2 separate regions of the Gadus morhua genome follow, and region 2 is linked to region 1. Evidence: chromatin contacts called from public Hi-C data. All regions are on one chromosome and are shown on one strand. Each heading gives the region's core, a stretch centred on a gene start, on an enhancer-like site or on the middle of the called end of the contact. The rest is flanking DNA. Distances are from core to core; before and after follow the strand shown. Region 1 holds the start of LOC115533165. Region 2 holds the start of il17d (interleukin 17d).

Evidence for each region. A called contact is a pair of places that touch in the nucleus more often than the background predicts.
Region 2: a Hi-C map of blood shows a contact between it and region 1, with 11 times the contacts expected there. The contact joins the promoter of il17d here to the promoter of LOC115533165 in region 1. A contact is called at or near these places in 2 of 6 Hi-C or Micro-C datasets (blood and gill).

What each region holds. Positions count from the first base shown.
Region 1 is chr20:7,637,352-7,641,922 of gadMor3.0, reverse strand. It overlaps LOC115533165, which reads right to left and starts at 2,478. Exons shown (of 2, transcript XM_030343493.1): 1 at 2,202-2,478; 2 at 1-1,958. The coding sequence starts at 2,379. The coding sequence ends at 667. sap18 (Sin3A-associated protein) reads left to right here and starts at 2,455. Exons shown (of 4, transcript XM_030343497.1): 1 at 2,455-2,802; 2 at 3,144-3,253; 3 at 3,600-3,722; 4 at 4,226-4,571. The coding sequence starts at 2,731. The coding sequence ends at 4,382.
Region 2 is chr20:7,861,889-7,866,459 of gadMor3.0, reverse strand. il17d (interleukin 17d) reads right to left here and starts at 1,970. Exons shown (of 2, transcript XM_030343790.1): 1 at 1,148-1,970; 2 at 1-476. The coding sequence starts at 1,503. The coding sequence ends at 119. ift88 (intraflagellar transport 88 homolog) reads right to left here. Exons shown (of 24, transcript XM_030343789.1): 23 at 2,929-3,042; 24 at 2,040-2,716. The coding sequence ends at 2,595.

The DNA.
Region 1 (4,571 bases), core at 1,229-3,728:
AGCCCTATGTAGGACACAAAGGATAGACAAATAATGACCTTCATTGGAACATTCAAAAAATGCCCTAATATTCCACAAAAATGAATAAAGTACCCATCTGTGGGTTGGGTTGAAATGCTAGGAGTACCAACATCCTATAATTTTCCCCCTGGTCACAGCACCTGAAGTTGCGTGCATGTGTATTTACCATGTGTGCATAATTTGCAGTTGCATACTACTTCGTGCACGTGTTAATATTAACAGAGTGTTGTCTAGGTAAAACTGTGTGCCTTCATTCAAAGACATGAACATTGCACCCATGTTTTGATTGCTCATTCATAACGTCTTGTCAGTCTACCACCCCATGAATCTGTGGTGTATTTAAGTGTTTGGCTTCCACAAACCCTAGTCCTAACTGAGGGAAAGGGTTTAACCGCTCGGTACTATTGACCATCAACTGAACCAATCACGATTACTCAGATAATGTCACACCCTGGTCCCATGGTTCTGTCTGTCTCACTATTTCTGGGGGGGGGGGTGGGGGGGGGGGGGGCTTTTGGTCTCAAATATACTCCAAACGGCACTAAAGGGCCCGGCATACAAAACTAAAAGGGAAATTGCGTATAGGTGACCAATTACAGGCAGCGATGGGCCATGAGGAGAGAGGTGCCCTCGTCCTGACCGCTGTCACTCGAGTGGTGCGGCGGAGATGCACAGGTTGTTCAGGGCGCACGCCACCTGCACCACCTTGTCGAAGGCGGAGCGGTCGGAGGCGAAGCAGCTCTCCACGGGCCCCGTCAGCACGGCGTAGCGCCGCCTCACCATGGCGATGACCTTCTCCACGTGTCCCAGCAGAGAGTGGGCGCTCCCTCGCTCTGATCCGCCCCCGGCAATCTTGAACGACGCCCCCCGGGCCGCCACCGACTCGCCGATGTCCAGGCCGTGACTGGCCAGCACCACGTCGCCTGGGAGGAGCTTGCAGAGGAAGCCGCACCCTTCCACCAGGGTCTTGTCGCCGACGTCGCCGGCCACGCCCCCGGAGACAAAGGTGACCACGCCCTGCGGCGCCACGCCGATCAGGTACTTGAGAGTGTTCCCGCCCGGCCCCGCCCTCCCCGGTCGGTCCCCGTGGGGGGGGTCGGTCGGAGGCCGCTCGAGGGACACCGTGAAGAAGTCGATGATGACAGCGCAGTCGGGGTGCGCGGCGCGCACCGCGGCGGGCAAGTTCTTGCGCAGCTCGGCCCTGGAGGGCCAGAAGACAGCGGTGGGCACCAGCGTGGACGACATGACGTCCACCGCGCGGCGCACCGCCCTGGTCACCGTGCCGAGGCGCACGCCGAAGCGGTACGCCAGGTCCTGGTGGCGGAGGTCCAGCCGCAGCCGCACCAGGGTGAGCAGCAGCTGCTGGAACTTGGAGAGACGCATGGGGTTCTTGGGCGAGGTCTTGGTGGTGTCGTCCATGTGCGGCGCCAGCAGCCACATGACCGTCTCCAGGACGTAGTAGTTGGGCAGGCCCGTGTAGAAGCGAACCTTCTCCGGGTCGTTCCTCAGGGAGCTCTCCGACAGGGACATCTTCTCCAGCGCCTCCCTAAGGGACTGGTTCTCGTTCTGCAGCGCACCGAGCGCCTCCTCCAGACCCACCGACTCCTCCTCCTTCACGGCCACCCGTCCTCTCTTGCTACCCCTCGCAAAGTTAGCGTCCCGCGCCTCCTCACTGTCGCCATCTTCGGCACTGGGGGGCGACGAGGGGGTCTCGGGTCCAGGGCGGTCTTCTTTAGGGGTCTGGGTCTGGATTGGGTCGCGGCCCTGGCCCTGCAGGAAGAGCAGGGCATTGGCGGCCTCCACCTGGGCTTGCTGTTTGTCCCGGAGCTCCAAATCTTCTGGTTCCTTCATGTCCGCTGGTTCCCTCATGTCGGGGGCCGGAGGAGAGAAGAGGGAGGGAACGTAGTCTGGGGAACGAGGGTTCTTCACCTGCTTTCCTGGACCACAGAATAAATAGACAAGATGAGAACACAACGTTTGGGCTGCAAAGACCAAAAAAGCATGTACTTTATACTGTTCTTCCGATGGATAAAGTTAGGGATAATCAAAAAGATTTTGCAGTACAAAAGATTTTTCTTAACCTCGAATTTCTCCCTAAAGAAAGAAACAGGCTACTCCATCTTACCCCAGACTATCTGCCGTTTCATTGACAAGCCCACCCCCCACCCGCGCCGCCATACCGGAGATGAAGTGACTACTACAGAGACGACTGCCGTCGTTCGGCTGCCATCCCTGCCGGTTCACCGCGTCGACCCAGCGCTGCTTCCTCTCCGGGTCCCGGGGGAACCGGTAAAACGATAAGGCGGTCCCCGGGGTTCGTCTGTTCCTACAACCAGACACCACACACGTGTGCACCATAGCGTGGCGGGGAAAAGGCGTGCGGATGCGTGTGTGTGGTGCCCATGGAGTGTATGTGTGTGTGAGACGTGGTCGGTAGGTGTTTTGACTCCCAAAATGGTGGCTGGCGAGAGGGGGTGGTCTTCCGAGCGCAAATGCGCAGTCATTGGTCAGTTCAGCTCCAACGATGTAGTTGGACAACGCGATTGGACGAGGTCCATGCGGATGGTACCTAGATTGGACCTGTTTGATTACACGTCATCATTAGGCGCCGACACACAAAATTGTGCAGTACAGTAGTAGTGCCTTACGTTTGATAAAACTTTTCTCTTCGCCGTAACACGAGAACAATAACCGCAGCCGAAAAATACCATGGCCGTGGAGTCAAGAGTCACCCAAGAGGAGATAAAGAAAGAGCCGGAGAAGCCCATCGACAGAGAAAAGGTCAGTTTTCCTGCACGTCTGCGATTGTTTGAATTCCGTGTGCGGTTCTAACAAGCACACCACACTGAACACCCATCTATTCTTTCTATCTATCATATTATAGGGCATGCATTTAGTAAAGCCTACTTCATGCATTCATGCCTGTTTGTGTTACTTTAAGGTCCTCCTGATCATCTATTTGGAAACCCCAATAGTGGACGATGTGTTTACCAAGATCAATGTTTGCCGTAAAGACAGACATTAGAAATCGTCCATTAAAGAATATGAAATCATACACGACTACTTGTGTTTATTTTCTCGTCATAATACTTCCATGGTGTTTGTTCCTTGATGTCCAACAGACATGTCCTCTCCTGCTGAGGGTGTTCACCACAAACAATGGGAGACATCACCGCATGGACGAGTTCACCCGCGGAAACGTCCCGGCTAGCGAGCTGCAGATATACACCTGGTAAGACCACCAAAAGACCCATTCGTCGGAGCATCATTTATTTATCCGGGAAAGGGCTAAATGTCTTTCTCCTAGTAGTCTCCCACACTTTTCCCATTATGTACCCCATACAATACAATATATTTTAGTACATGAGTTAATATGTCTTCGTTGTTTTTTTATTTGGGTTTAAGAAAATAAAATATAAATCTTCGGGAGTAGCCTCTGGAACCTTCTCACGTAGCCTAAATCGTTCCCAACCAGCGGTACCCGAGCAGGTTCCAAATGACACATTATCACATACTATAATCTCTGCATAAACAGAACAGGTTATATGAAGTAATTAACATGGCATTCATGCTCCCAGGATGGACGCTACTCTGAAGGAACTGACAAGCTTGGTGAAGGAGGTGTTTCCTGAGGCTCGGAAAAAAGGAACACACTTCAGCTTTGCCACCGTCTTTCCCGAGCCCATGAGACAGATGTACAGGTAAACCACACTAACTGAACTACTCCTCAGCCATCTCCATGATTTATTAATGTATCCTCGTCCAGACCGTCAGTCCCTAGCCGGATCGGCTATGTCGAACCATGTGTTGAGTTTCAGCAATGGGAGTGTTTTCTCAAATGCGTTGGGGCTAGTAGGATAGCCAGAATCTTAACTGCACTAAGATAATAGTGAGGGGAATGAGGGGCAGAATATGGGTGGTGTAGTGATTGGGGTGTCTGACTCCCAGACAAATGGTTCTGAGTTTGATAAACAATGCCCATTCTATCTGTTGGCATCCCTGCACAAGATACCCCAAACTCTGACCTGCTCCTCGACGACATGTCTCGGTTTTCACTTACAAATATGGAAGCGACTGCTAAAACACTAAATGGTACGAGGCGAGGATGCCGACCGCATCCTCCAGTAATACCGTAGAGCGTCTTTCTGTTCCCTGTCCCACTGTGGGTCCCACATCTTCATTTCCTGGTGGTTTCTGATCCCAGGATGAAGGATATCGGCAACACGGTGTCGGGGAGGAAGGGTCCAGACGATGCCCTGACCCTGCAGTCCCAGAGATTCCAGATCGGAGACTACCTGGACATCGCAATTACCCCCCCTAACCGAGCCCCCCCAATGCCAATGCGTATGAGACCCTACTGAGTTGAGTGGGCTTTCATCCCCATCCTTGTTTCTTAGAAAGCGTATCAGACAGATGTTTGTGCTCGTTTAAAAGTGATCTTCGTGCAATTAACTTGTTTTGTTTTTTAACTGTAAGACTGAAAACATGGGAAAATGGTTTCAGCAAAGCAATGTAATTTCTACATTTTGCATTCATACTTTTTTTTTTAT
Region 2 (4,571 bases), core at 721-3,220, 230 kb before region 1:
TAGTTACTATTTATGTTTTTCCATGAGGACCACTTGTCTGCTGCTTTTTATTCCAACAAATCTCCTCGTAGTATTTTTTAGATTAGTTTGAATAACGCAGGCGTTTCCCACTATGGTTTTATACCAGCCCTCCAGTGGTGGTTTTATCTACAATCTTGTTATCGTTAGTCACTCCAGTCTCCCCTCCATGTTTAGGAGCAACTCTGTCCAAACTCTGGTTCCCGCTCTGCGCCTCTCGGTCCTCGGCGAGCAGCGGGACGCACGTGCACCCAACGGCCAAGGACACATAGCTCTCCACGTAAGAGTGGCGGCCCGCGACGCACGCACCCGTGCGTCGCAGAATGACGGTGGGCGTGTAGACGGGCGTGCTGCGGTGCCGCACGCTCTCCTTGCCACCGGGTCCCGTCAGACAGCCCGTGCACAGGCAGTAGGCCTCGGGGATGAAGCGCGGGTACCTCAAGGGGTCGTGGGAGATGCTAAAAAAATATGAGCAGCAGAAAAAGTAAGCTATTTGTTACACAAAATAATGGCTTCTATCACAAAATAATAGAAGCCATTGATGGCAATGAAATTCTTAAATTTCAGGCCGCCTCAAACTTTGCAAAGGAGTAACAGAAAACAAGGAAAATTAAGTAGGCCTATGGGACTACGACTACACATAAAAGCAGTTTTTACGCACGTGTTTGTAATACATTTTCCGCCAAATCCATATACATTGCAATGCTCATATCGGTGTCAGTGCCAAAATCTTGCCGACTGTGTGGAATTCCTAATGCTTCCTAGACATATAAGTATAAGGCCTAACCCCTGTACCTACTCCTAATGGCCAGTGTCTCCACTGTCCTCCAAGAAATAGCTGCTCCTTAATGACCCGTCTCTCCACTGTCCAACCCATAGCTGATCCTTAATGACCCGTCCCTGCACTGTCCAACAACCCATAGCTGATCCTTAATGACCCGTCTCTGCACTCTCCAACCCATAGCTGATCCTTAATGACCCGTCTCTGCACCGTGCAACCCATAGCTGATCCTTAATGACCCGACTCATCCGTCAACCCTGCTCCTTGATGACATGTCTCTGAACTCACTATGTAACTTAGGACCAAAGCGTCCGATAAATGACAGAACAAGTATCTTAGTAGTCCTACCGGTAGGCCCAGGGAGATAGGCTGAGCAGGTTGACCGGCACGCGGGTCTTGGAGTCACTTTGGAGTAGGCGGCCGGCCGCGGGGCAGGTGAGGTTGTGCCGTTCGCTGGGCGCGATCTGCAGTGTTTGGTGAAAAGCCTGGAGGACCCCCACCGATAGGCGACCGAGCATCTGCTCGAGGATCTCCTCCTGGAGGTCCAGACACCGGCGGGTCCGCGAGGACGCCACAAGCACAGGCTTCTTCTTTTTCACGCGCCCCGCGCGCGTCACGTCCGCCGCCGCGACCTGGAGCAGGTAGAGGAGCAGCACGAGCACGCCCAGCCGGAGCAGCGTCGCGCGCCGTTTCAACCACCACATGGAGACCCGGTGTCCGTTCACCGTAGTCTACCCCGGTGAGTGACGGAGAGCTCCAACAACAACACACACTACTTTACAACTTTACTAAATATAGGATATTAAACAATTCCCGTAGTTCCAATGTGGAAAAGTAGGCTATAAGTTTGTGTCCAATTGCGCAACGGAGCGGTTTTTCGCACGCTTTTCCTCACGGAATCTAAAATCGAACCGTAACCGCGACACTCGAGACCCGACCGTGAAGGAAACTGCACCTCGCTAAATAAAGAACAAACCCACGAGGCGTCGCGTGAGCGAGGACAGAGAAGATGTAGCCCACAAACGAGACGGAGAGACTTGGCTCCGCGCGCACCGCTGTCGGTCTGTCCTCCTCCTCTCTTCCCCGCTCCCTCCTCCTCCCCATCATCGGAACAAGATGTGGAGGTATGCAGCAGCCAAGAGAGGCTCGGATATGTTCCGTTCAGATTTCGGCTGGAAACAAACGTCTAGTCACAGCAATAATAAATAGGAAAGAAATAGGAAAACAAGAGATACAGCGGTTATTATTTAAAAAAATGTTTAATCAAAATATTTCTAGATTTATGGGCTATACATGTGCGTCAGGGCGAACGAGGAAGGGTAATGGAAAGATGAGAGCGTATATCTATAAGAGACCCACTGCGTCCGTGAGTCTGGTTGGATTTAAGTTGGAAACCTTCTGCTGAGGTTCCACCAGATTCCCAGAAGACGGAAATCCTGACGGCCATAAGGTGGAAAAACAAACAGCGGAACCCCTCAACACCCACGTGTGTCTCACAGTCCTGCAGGAATTGCTCTGTGTCTGAAGGAAGTGAGGCTGGAGTTGTTGCACAAAAAAAGAACAGTTGGAAACGAAACGTAATCTCTGCGAGTAGTCCATAATGTCTGGGCTATATATAAGAAGTTAGCCTACTCTATATATAAACAAATGGCCTTGTCAAAACGTGTTTGTAAAATAAACGTCCAACAAACATGGCGGTTCAGATCAGTTATATAAAGTCTAGCTATTTATTTATTTTTTTGAATGAGAGCAGACGTTATAATAAATATAAAAAAATAGAACACACAACACGCCGTCACTCGGGTAGTAGGTCATCTCCTAGCTCTTCGTCCGCGAAGTCGCTCTCATCCCCCCGCTTCTTAGCGGCCGTCTTCGGTCTCTCCGTCTGAGGGCCCAGCGGGTCCACGTAGGAGGCGTCTGGAGCCACCAGGGGGCGACAGAGAGAGAGAGACAAATCAGTGATCACTGTTGGCACTATTATGTTCTCTATTTGCGCTACTATTATGTAACTGTTATTGTACTGTAATGTTACCAGTATATCGATTTTCTTCACTGTTTCACTGTTACTTTTAGTTACTGTTCATTTATTATTACTTTACTGTTCATTTAATGACCAATAGTCCCTCTACCTAGATCTCTCTGGCCGCTGGACTCGTAGGGTTCGTTGGAACCAGGAAGGGACTTCAGCTTGGTGCTCAGACGGTCACCACGGGAACTGTTGCCCTGGCTACTGTTTCCACTGTCTGGACAGACAGAGTGATACAATTATTATTAAGTGATAATGAGTGAACAGCAGGAAGAGTTAGTGTTAGTGTTTAAAGCTGCACCAACCAGTGTCCTTTCTGTATCAGTATCGTGTGTAATGACCCATTGGGTTCAGTATGTCCTGGGGACGTTCTAGGGGCGGAGCTTCAGCCCAGACACACCATAATACCCCTGGTCGCCAAAGAAACTCAGCAAGCAGCAGCCCAACAGGAGCAGCACAACTTCTTATCAGTGTGTGTGTGTGTGTGTGTGTGTGTGTGTGTGTGTGTGTGTGTGTGGGTGTGTGTGTGTGTGTGTGTGTGTGTGTGTGTGTGTGTGTGTGTGTGTGTGTGTGTGTGTGTGTGTGTGTGTGTGTGCGTGCGTGCGTGCGTGCGTGTAATGCTGAACAGATGCGTGGCTTTATTGCCTCATTCAGCTGATGATGCTTTCCACAACACTGAGCGCTGATACTGTGGATATCGGGGATAGGAATTGATAATGGATGTATTGGAGGGATTGTTATGGCTGTAGTGTAGATTAGTGGGGTCTACAGGATGCTGTAACTCATTTAAAGGTTCTGTCTGCTGTTCAGGGTTCTGCTGCACATGGAACTGTGATAATATTACATCTATCTCACTTCATCGCCACACCTTTTTCTACCTCTGTTAACCTCTCTCTACAAACATCTCCCTCTCTACCTTCGTCTTCCTCTCTCTACCTCCATCTCCATCTCTCTTCCTTAAGTCTCCTTCTCCCTTTCTCTGTCTTCCTCTCACTACTTAGATCTCCCTCCCTTTACGACCATCTATCTCTCCACCTCCGTCTCCCTCCCTCAATCCTTCCATCTCCAAAACTCTCTTTTCCCCTCTCCCTGTATTTCCCACCCCGTCTCTCCATCTTTTTACATTTCTACACAGAGAGCCTGGATGGATGGATTGATGGACAGAGAGATGGGTATGGGTGGATGGAGGGGGGGGGGGGATGAAGAATTGATGAAGGGATGGAGAAGGGAGTGATAAATAGAGGCCGATTCCAGGTCACCGATACAGACTTCACAGGCTTTGGAGGAAAATGTCGGCAGAGCTCAAAGTGTTCTCAGATATCTCACACCAGCCGCTCTGGCCTACAATATTACCCTCTCTCTCCCCCTCCCTTTCAGGGTATCTTACTTTCTCCCATCTCACTCTCCTGTTTCAATACAGTGACTAGTGCAAACATTGACAGAAAAGTGAGAGAGAGGGAGAGAGAGAGAGAGAGTTATGTTCATGCCGGGATATAGAAATGCATTTATATTGTACCCTGCAAACACAAAACCCAGTCAGTTATCTGTTTAGTCAGCCGAGTTATCAATGAGTTTGATCAATCATCCATCTGATCAATTTAGCGCATCTCTCACCTGGTTTCACATCCACTCCTGTAGCATCATGGGAAAAAAAGAATCAAATACATCAAGCCTTCATTTGATTGGTCGTGTGTGAGATCATATGCATCTATATATCTAACCACGCAGTACTACAGTACATCATCA